2 separate regions of the Mus musculus genome follow, and region 1 is linked to region 2. The links are chromatin contacts, called in public Hi-C maps. All regions are on one chromosome and are shown on one strand. The core of a region is the stretch at or near the end of the contact, and the rest is flanking DNA. Distances in the headings are between cores, read along the strand shown. Region 1 overlaps Cspg4 (chondroitin sulfate proteoglycan 4). Region 2 holds the start of Odf3l1 (outer dense fiber of sperm tails 3-like 1).

Evidence for each region. Hi-C and Micro-C count contacts between places; a contact is called where the count stands out from the background.
Region 1: a Hi-C map of stem cell-derived neural stem cells shows a contact between it and region 2, with 2.7 times the contacts expected there. The contact joins the enhancer-like site here to the promoter of Odf3l1 in region 2. A contact is called at or near these places in 12 of 39 promoter capture datasets (the 3T3-L1 cell line, 3T3-L1-derived adipocytes, the C10 cell line and 7 more), 7 of 15 datasets of contacts at CTCF or cohesin (CD8 T cells, the NIH/3T3 cell line, embryonic stem cells and 2 more), 153 of 484 Hi-C or Micro-C datasets (the 3T3-L1 cell line, 3T3-L1-derived adipocytes, the 4T1 cell line and 81 more), 19 of 115 datasets of contacts at active chromatin or transcription factors (the NIH/3T3 cell line, T-cell acute lymphoblastic leukemia, Th17 cells and 13 more) and 5 of 9 other capture datasets (adipose tissue, embryonic stem cells, embryonic tail and 2 more).

What each region holds. Positions count from the first base shown.
Region 1 is chr9:56,889,371-56,893,191 of GRCm38.p6, forward strand. It overlaps Cspg4 (chondroitin sulfate proteoglycan 4), which reads left to right. Exons shown (of 10, transcript NM_139001.2): 4 at 688-1,170; 5 at 1,620-1,796; 6 at 2,945-3,143; 7 at 3,247-3,381; 8 at 3,485-3,651. Among named protein-coding and RNA genes, the nearest start is that of Cspg4, 26 kb to the left of the region's middle. Within about 2 kb of position 2,226, at least 34 of the 459 cell types and tissues checked have an H3K27ac peak or open chromatin away from gene starts, as enhancers often do. A contact at or near this core is called in the 4T1 cell line, B cells, the CH12 cell line and 9 more, where this site is marked.
Region 2 is chr9:56,852,145-56,856,070 of GRCm38.p6, forward strand. It overlaps Odf3l1 (outer dense fiber of sperm tails 3-like 1), which reads right to left and starts at 1,670. Exons shown (of 5, transcript NM_001374681.1): 1 at 356-1,670. The coding sequence starts at 440.

The sequences.
Region 1 (3,821 bases), core at 976-3,475, 38 kb after region 2:
TCCCAGCACTCAGGAGGCAGAGGCAGGCAGAGCTCTTTGAATTCAAGGCCAACCTGGTCTATTAAGAGAGTTCCAGGCCAGACAAAAGAAGAGGTAGGAGAAGAGTGGAGAAAAGAGAAAAGTATGGAGTATGGACAGCAAAAAAAAGTAGCAGATGGCATTCCAAGCTAAAAGAATGGATTCTGGGGGCTAGAGAGATGGCTCAGTGGTTAAGGGCACTGACTGCTCTCCCAAGGGTCTTGAGTTCAAATCCCAGCGACCACATGCTGGCTCACAACCATCCGTAATGAAATCTGATGCCCTCTTCTGCTGTGTCTGAAGACAGCTGCGGTGTACTTACATATAAATCTTTAAAAAGTGTGTGTGTGGGGGGGGGTGTATTCTGCAAAGGCATAGAATCAGAAGTGCAGTGTAGTTTAAGAGTGGTGCTTAGACTTTTTTGTGTGGGTAGAGCAGGCATTGAAGGAGTACTCAGCCTCCTTTGGGGTGGACCAAATCAGCAAACTGCTTAAGACCTGGGAGCCTGTGCTGCTAGGTATGGTGAGAGCGCCCTCTTGTGGTATATAGTGTCAGCTATAGCAGATCCTGAGCAAAGCATTAGCCACACGTGGCGACCGAGCCTGTTCTGCCACCTGAGGTCCACAACAGCCTGTGACCCCGTTTGTCCCCATCGTCTCTGTTGACTAGGTGGTCCAGGAGGCAGTGCTGCCTGCCGACATCATGTTCTCGTTGAGAAGCCCCCCGAACGCCGGCTACCTGGTGATGGTGTCCCACGGCGCTTCAGCAGAGGAGCCGCCCAGCCTGGACCCTGTGCAGAGCTTCTCCCAGGAGGCAGTGAATTCAGGCCGGGTTCTCTACCTGCACTCTCGCCCTGGAGCCTGGAGTGATTCCTTCTCCCTGGATGTGGCCTCGGGCCTGGGTGATCCTCTTGAAGGCATCTCTGTGGAGCTGGAGGTGCTGCCCACAGTCATCCCCCTGGATGTTCAAAACTTCAGCGTTCCCGAGGGCGGCACCCGGACGCTGGCCCCTCCTCTGGTCCAGATCACTGGGCCTTACTTCCCCACGCTGCCAGGCCTTGTCCTGCAGGTGCTAGAGCCACCGCAGCACGGGGCCCTGCAGAAGGAGGATCATTCTCAAGATGGGAGCCTCAGCACCTTCTCCTGGAGAGAGGTACCGGAGACACCTGCGCCTCCTCGGCTCTAGTTACTGGCACTGCTTTATGCTTTAATTTCAGTCTTCCCCTGAGAAATGGAAACGTTGTTGTTTACACACACACACACACACACACACACACACACACACTTCTTTTTTTTTTAAGAATGTAATATATATCATTGCTCTATTCAGACACACCAGAAGAGGGCACCAGATCCCATTACACATGGTTATGAAACACCATGTGGTTGCAGGGAATTGAACTCAGGACCTCTGGAAGAGCAGTCAGTGCTCTTAACCACTGAGCCATCTCTCCACATACACACTTCTTACCTGTGGAAATGTGTTCTAAAGGGATCTGTCTCCTGTACCTAACAATGGGACGTTAAGGGTGCTGGTCCCAAGATCCCTGTTGAGTCTTGGGCTAGCTGAAGCCTGACAACCAATCCTGGGTCTCCTCATAGGTGGAAGAGCAGCTGATCCGCTACGTGCATGATGGAAGTGAGACACAGACAGACGCCTTTGTTCTGCTAGCTAATGCCTCAGAGATGGACCGCCAGAGCCAGCCCGTGGCCTTCACGATCACCATCCTTCCTGTTAATGACCAACCCCCTGTTCTCACCACAAACACAGGCCTGCAAGTGAGTTCACTCCTGAACCTATCCCATCTCTGGTCCCAGAAAGAGACTAGAGTCCCTTCTCTCTGGCTCAGTGTCATCCTCTGTGAAATGGGTTCACTACCACAAACTTGGAAGGAGAGATGTGATACAGTGCTGAAAACAAAACGCAGTTGTGAGGTTTTGTTACTGGGCAGTCTTGGTTTAGAAAGACCATCCTTGACCTTGCCTGTCCTTGGACCCACCTGTTCACAGAAAGGTTTTCCCTCATGTCTCAGGCCCAAAATACCTAAAGAAATGTATTATAAGTCCTGTATTGTGGGCTGCAGGTTGGGAGCTCGAGGGTCACAGCAAATAAAGATCACAACGAAGCTTCCCTATATATAGGCTGAGGGTCTAGATAACTAAGGGATGCCTAAGTTGGAAATGATGTGTGGTAAATTGGCCACTAGGTGGCAATATCCACCCATGTTAGCCCCCTGGAGTCCAACACTGGTTTTAACTTACTCTCGGACTCTGGGAGGGAGAAGCAGCTCCTGGGTTTTAGAAGGACGTTTTCTGAGATGAGGGCCTCGTACCCAGAATGGCCTCAGTGACTGGCCCTGTGCCACATGGAACAGGGCTCTGGAAGAAGACCTTGCCCTGCGTGGGTGGGTAGCCTATGGGGCCTCCCCTGCACTGCACGGGTGGATTCCTAGCCGATTCAGCTAGGAATCAGGAATCAGCTCTCCGCTCTCCGCCTCCCTCCCGAGCTTCAACTGGCAGGAGAGCCTATTTCTAAGTGTTCTGCGCTGGCCAACACCATTGCCTCTGTCCTGTGCCCACCCGCGCCAGATGGTATATGCCATGGCAGGAGGAAAGGGAAGGCCCCCCCACCAGGGAGACCCGGCAGCACCTTTGGTCAGGGACAGGGATCTCTGAAGTAAGGACCAAACAGGAACATTTCTAGGCAGGAGGTTGTGGTCTGGCTTTGAGGTACAATTAAGATCAGGGCTGGTGGAGAAGGAACCTGCGTGACAGAAAAGGAGAATGAGAAAGAAGGCTCAGAATGGCACAGGTGTCCATGACAGCCGGGCAGAGCAGGTTGGGGGCCTGGTGAAAGTCCAAGGGCCAGGAGGAAAGGGATGGAAAGGACACAATGTGGACAGGACTTTCACGGTCTGTGTCCCTAGATCTGGGAGGGGGCCATTGTGCCCATCCCTCCTGAGGCCCTCAGGGGAACAGACAATGATTCGGGCCCAGAAGACTTGGTCTACACCATCGAGCAGCCCAGCAACGGACGGATCGCCTTGAGGGTGGCACCAGACACCGAGGTCCACCGCTTCACACAGGCCCAGCTGGACAGTGGGCTTGTGCTGTTCTCACACAGAGGTGGGTGCTGAGAGGGTTCTCCAGCCTCCTGGGGTGGGGGTACCTTGAGGGGAGGGAGCTACCTTGGGCCAACAGGACCCAGCTCCACCCACCCTGTGCTCAGGAGCCCTGGAAGGAGGCTTCCACTTCGACCTCTCTGACGGCGCACACACTTCTCCTGGACATTTCTTCCGAGTGGTGGCCCAGAAGCAGGCACTCCTCTCCTTGGAGGGCACCCGGAAGTTGACCGTCTGTCCAGGTAGGTCTGCATGCTGGCTAGCCGAGGCAGAATGGAGGATGGTAGCCCAGGACCCTTGTCTGGGCTCCTGTCAAAAGCTAACAGGCTCCTCCATGCTTCACAGAGTCTGTGCAGCCGCTCAGCAGCCAGAGCCTGAGCGCCAGTTCCAGCACAGGCGCTGACCCTCGTCACCTGCTCTACCGGGTGGTAAGAGGCCCCCAGCTTGGCCGACTCCTCCATGCCCAGCAAGGAAGTGCAGAGGAGGTCTTGGTGAACTTCACCCAGGCTGAGGTAAGGGCCTCACTCCTCAGCCACCACACAGACCCCAACCTTACCTCAGGTGGCTGCCAGCTGGAGCATCCACCTCACTGGCAGCTAGCTTCTCTGGATCCTGTCCCAGCTCAGGGTTAGGCCTCCAGAAGGAAGCCACAGCTGGATCCCAGAGGCTGACAAGGGCCCAG
Region 2 (3,926 bases), core at 420-2,919:
TATCCAACCAGGCTGAATGCCCTGGGCGTTCCCCAATACCCCTGGTCTGGGAAGGGAGTAGTGAATGACATGGACCCTGAGCCAGCTGCTCACTACCAGTAGGTGTTTTATAATTGGGGACAGGGACAGAAAGGTTGAGTGGGTCCTGGGCGAAGAGTTCCTGCCCACTCCTGCAGCTCCTGTCCCCCTGTCCTTTCCACCTATCTCCTCTAGACTCTGGGTAAGTCCTCTCTTCTACCAGTCTACTTCTGTAAGCTAACCTATTTCCCACTAAGGTCTCTCACAGCCCCTTCCCAGACTCTTTGCCAAAGCACGATATCATTAAAGATCCACATCTAGCTAAAGGAATACTTACCTAATGGTAGTGTTCCAGACACAGTGTGGGGAACAAGCAGGATGATAAAGGGCTCACACTGGGGTCCACAGCAGTAGGTTCCCATGACTTTGTAGAGAGCACACCTCTGAAGGAGGATGTTAGGAAATATGAGTGTCAGAGGCTATGCAGTCTCCATGTGACAGAGGGATGAGCCCCAGTCTAGGAAAATCCCAGAGATGGCTTCAGCCTAAGAGCCCAGAGGGACCCAGGACCCAGCCTTACATCCACCACTGGGATTAGATCTGAGCCAGGTTAAGAAAGGTCTCTGTCTGTCATAGGAATTAAAGGATGAATGGTAGTCTGTCACCACCCCAGTGTAGACACTGAGGCCACAGTGACAGGAGAGGAAGCAGAACACAAAATGCAGGAATCTCTTCAGGTCAGTCTCACTGTTCAGAGAGCTGCCATTGTGGTGCTCTGAACTCTAGGCATCCGCCAAGTGCAGCCATCATCAGGCATGCTGGGAAGTCAAGAGTCTTGGGGACAGAAAGGCTCAGAACAGAGCAGGCTCCCAGCCACCAGCAGCAGCCCCTCTGCTGGGGACCACGTCTCATTTCACCCCACCCTGTAAGCACTCCGGGCCACCCCCTCTCCCCTGCCTGGTGGTACTCCAAGTGCTTCCTTCCCAGGGGTCTGTTCTGTTCCTGTCACAGGCCTTCATACACAGCTTTCTTGAGGAAATGGGTTTCTTCACCTTCAGCTGGCCCAAGTTGCTCACTTCTGTGGCATGCACTCTGCCTCTGATGGAGTCTGGGATCCCCTGAAGCAGGCCCCTTGGCTGCTTCAGGCCCAAGATGATAGCTCTTCCATTCACGGCCTTGGTCACATGAGTTCCAGTATCCACCTGTTCCTCACAACACGGTGGCAGCCCTGGTTCATGGCTACCTCCTAACTCCTACCATGACTTGGTAACTTTGGCCCACCTAAGACCCACTCCCCAATCAATGCACAGTCCTCCTCATGCACCAAGACCTCTGCCAAGTCCCTCCCAAACCCTGTTCCCAGCAGTGGTCCTGGGCTTTTATTACCTCCCACAACACCAACTGCCACCTCCCTAGAAAGAGCCCTCCGTTTCCTACTCCCCAGCAGTCTTTATGTACCAGACCAATGAGCTCCTGCCTCTTCCTCCTCCTCCTCTTCCTCCTCCTCCTCCTCACCCTCAGAGCTCTCAGCCTTGGATTTGGCAACCTCATTGAGCCTCACCTAGAAGCAGCTTGCTCTGCTGTCCCCAGATACTATCCCAGCATGCCTCACTCCCCTCCATAAGACTGGACCTCCATGCAGTTCCTACCCACCTGCACAAGTGAAAACAGAGACTGTGAAGTGCTGGAGCTGCAGGCCTCTCAACAAGGCCTGCCCAATTCCACTTTCCCTGGAAGCTATGGCTGCTCTTCCAATTTCCACATCTACTGGCAACTCTTTTTTTTTTTTTTTTTAAATTATAAGTAAGTACACTGTAGCTGTCTTCAGACACTCCAGAAGAGGGCATCAGATTTCGTTACGGATGGTTGTGAGCCACCATGTGGTTGCTGGGATTTGAACTCGGGACCTTCGGAAGAGCAGTCGGCGCTCTTAACCATCTTAACCAGCCCTTCTACTGGCAACTCTTATCACCTCTGATAGCCAAGGTCCCTTCCACCTGTTAAAAGCTCTGCCTCTAGGGCCTAAAGAGATGGCTCACTGGCTAAGAACACTTCCAGTTCCTCCAGAGGGCTGGGGTTCAGCTCCCAGAACCCACATCAGGTAGCTCATAGCCACCCATAGCTACAGTTCCAGGGGATCCAATACTCTCTTCTACCATCTAAGCCCTGCATGCATGGTGTACATAAACATACATTCAAGCATACACACACAGTTATAAAATGAATAAATAATCTCTAAAAATAAAAGCAACCCTGCCCTTGAGCCCACACATGTCTCTGTACCTACCTGTCTGTCTCTGCCATTTCACAGACCCATTTACTCAAAGGGTGTTTTCTCTGTGGTGGCCAGTCTGCCTCTCTTTTCTCCTTGACTCACTGAAAGCTGGCTTTAGGCCCGTTGCTCCACCCAAGCTAAGTTGGATGAGATGCCCACAGACCTGCACGCAGATGCTAAACACAGTAGACTCTTGGCAACCTCTTCTGACTTGGCCACTTGGTAGCATTGAACCAACACTGCTGACCACTCCTCCTGCTTCACAAGACCCTCTCCCAGCTCCAAGATCTTCTCCTGGTTTTCCTTCCCTGGTTTCCACTGTTCCTTTACTGGCTTGCTTCTGGGTCTTCTTCCTCACCCCGACCTTTCAGTATTGGCAAAAGCTTATTAATCACAAAAATGGAAAACAGTAACTTTGCCTGGACGCAGTCTGGCAGGCTCAGCCTCAACCAGGTGACACATGTGATGAAGATCAGTGGGTAAAGTACTTACGATGCAAGCGTGAGGAGCTGAGCCTGGACTCCCAGGATCCTCATGAAAAGCTGGGTGACACAGTGCGTGCCTGTAATCCAGCACTGGGGAGGAGTGCCTGGCCCTTCAGCTTACCTGATCAGTGAGCTTCAGGTCCAATGAGAGAAGGTGAGGAGCAATAGAAAAAGCTACCCAATGGTGACTGACCTCTGGCTTCTACACAGATGTATAGTGTATGTACATCTCACACAGAAGCTGTTATCATTTTATTATTGTGTGTTGTATGGGTGCGTGCATGCTACAGAGGATAACACAGAGTCAGTGTTCTACTTCTACCATGGGATTCAGGTCATCAAGTTAGTGAGTGCTTCTACCCACTATACTATCTTGGTTTGCTGAGGGGAGGTTGGGTACAGGTCTGACCATGTAGCCCAGGCTGTCCTGGAACTTGCCATGTAGACCAGGTGGGCCTCGAACTCATAGATATTGCTTGCCTCTGCCTCCTGAGTGCTGTGTCTAAAGTCACGTGCCACCACTCATTCTACAATATTTTTAAATTAAAAACCAAAACAAAGACAAACAACACACAATCCCACCAAGGAAAACGCTGGTGCCTCCTAGAAGGATACACCAGGAGACCACAACACCGCTCTGTTGTGTTTCCCAAAGATAAAAATCTGACCACAAGAATACCAGACAAACTGACTGGTCCACAAGATAAAAACTGACCTGGAGTCAAAAAACAAGAACAAAACCTGCCAATATCCCAGAAAACAAAGAAATCCTAAAGAACTGTGACAGATTTGTAAAAACTCAAAAACCCAGACAGCTCAATGCAACATGGAAGGGAGAGCTTGCTTTTGTTTTCTTATTTATTTTTATTTTATATACGTTGGTGTTATACTTGTATGTGAAGGTGTCAGACCCTATGGAACTGGAGTTATAGGCAGGTACTAGGAATCGAACTGGGGACCTCTGGAAAAGCAGCCAGTGCACTTAACCACTGAGCCATCGCTCCAGCCCTGGCAGGGCTTGCTTTTGATGATGTCAGGAAAATTGGCCAAAGCAGAAATAAATCTATGGCTTATTTCAAAATGTAGCCATGTTTATTTCCTGGTCAATCATTGTATTCCTAAAAGGGAAGGTCTTTGTTCTTAGAAAA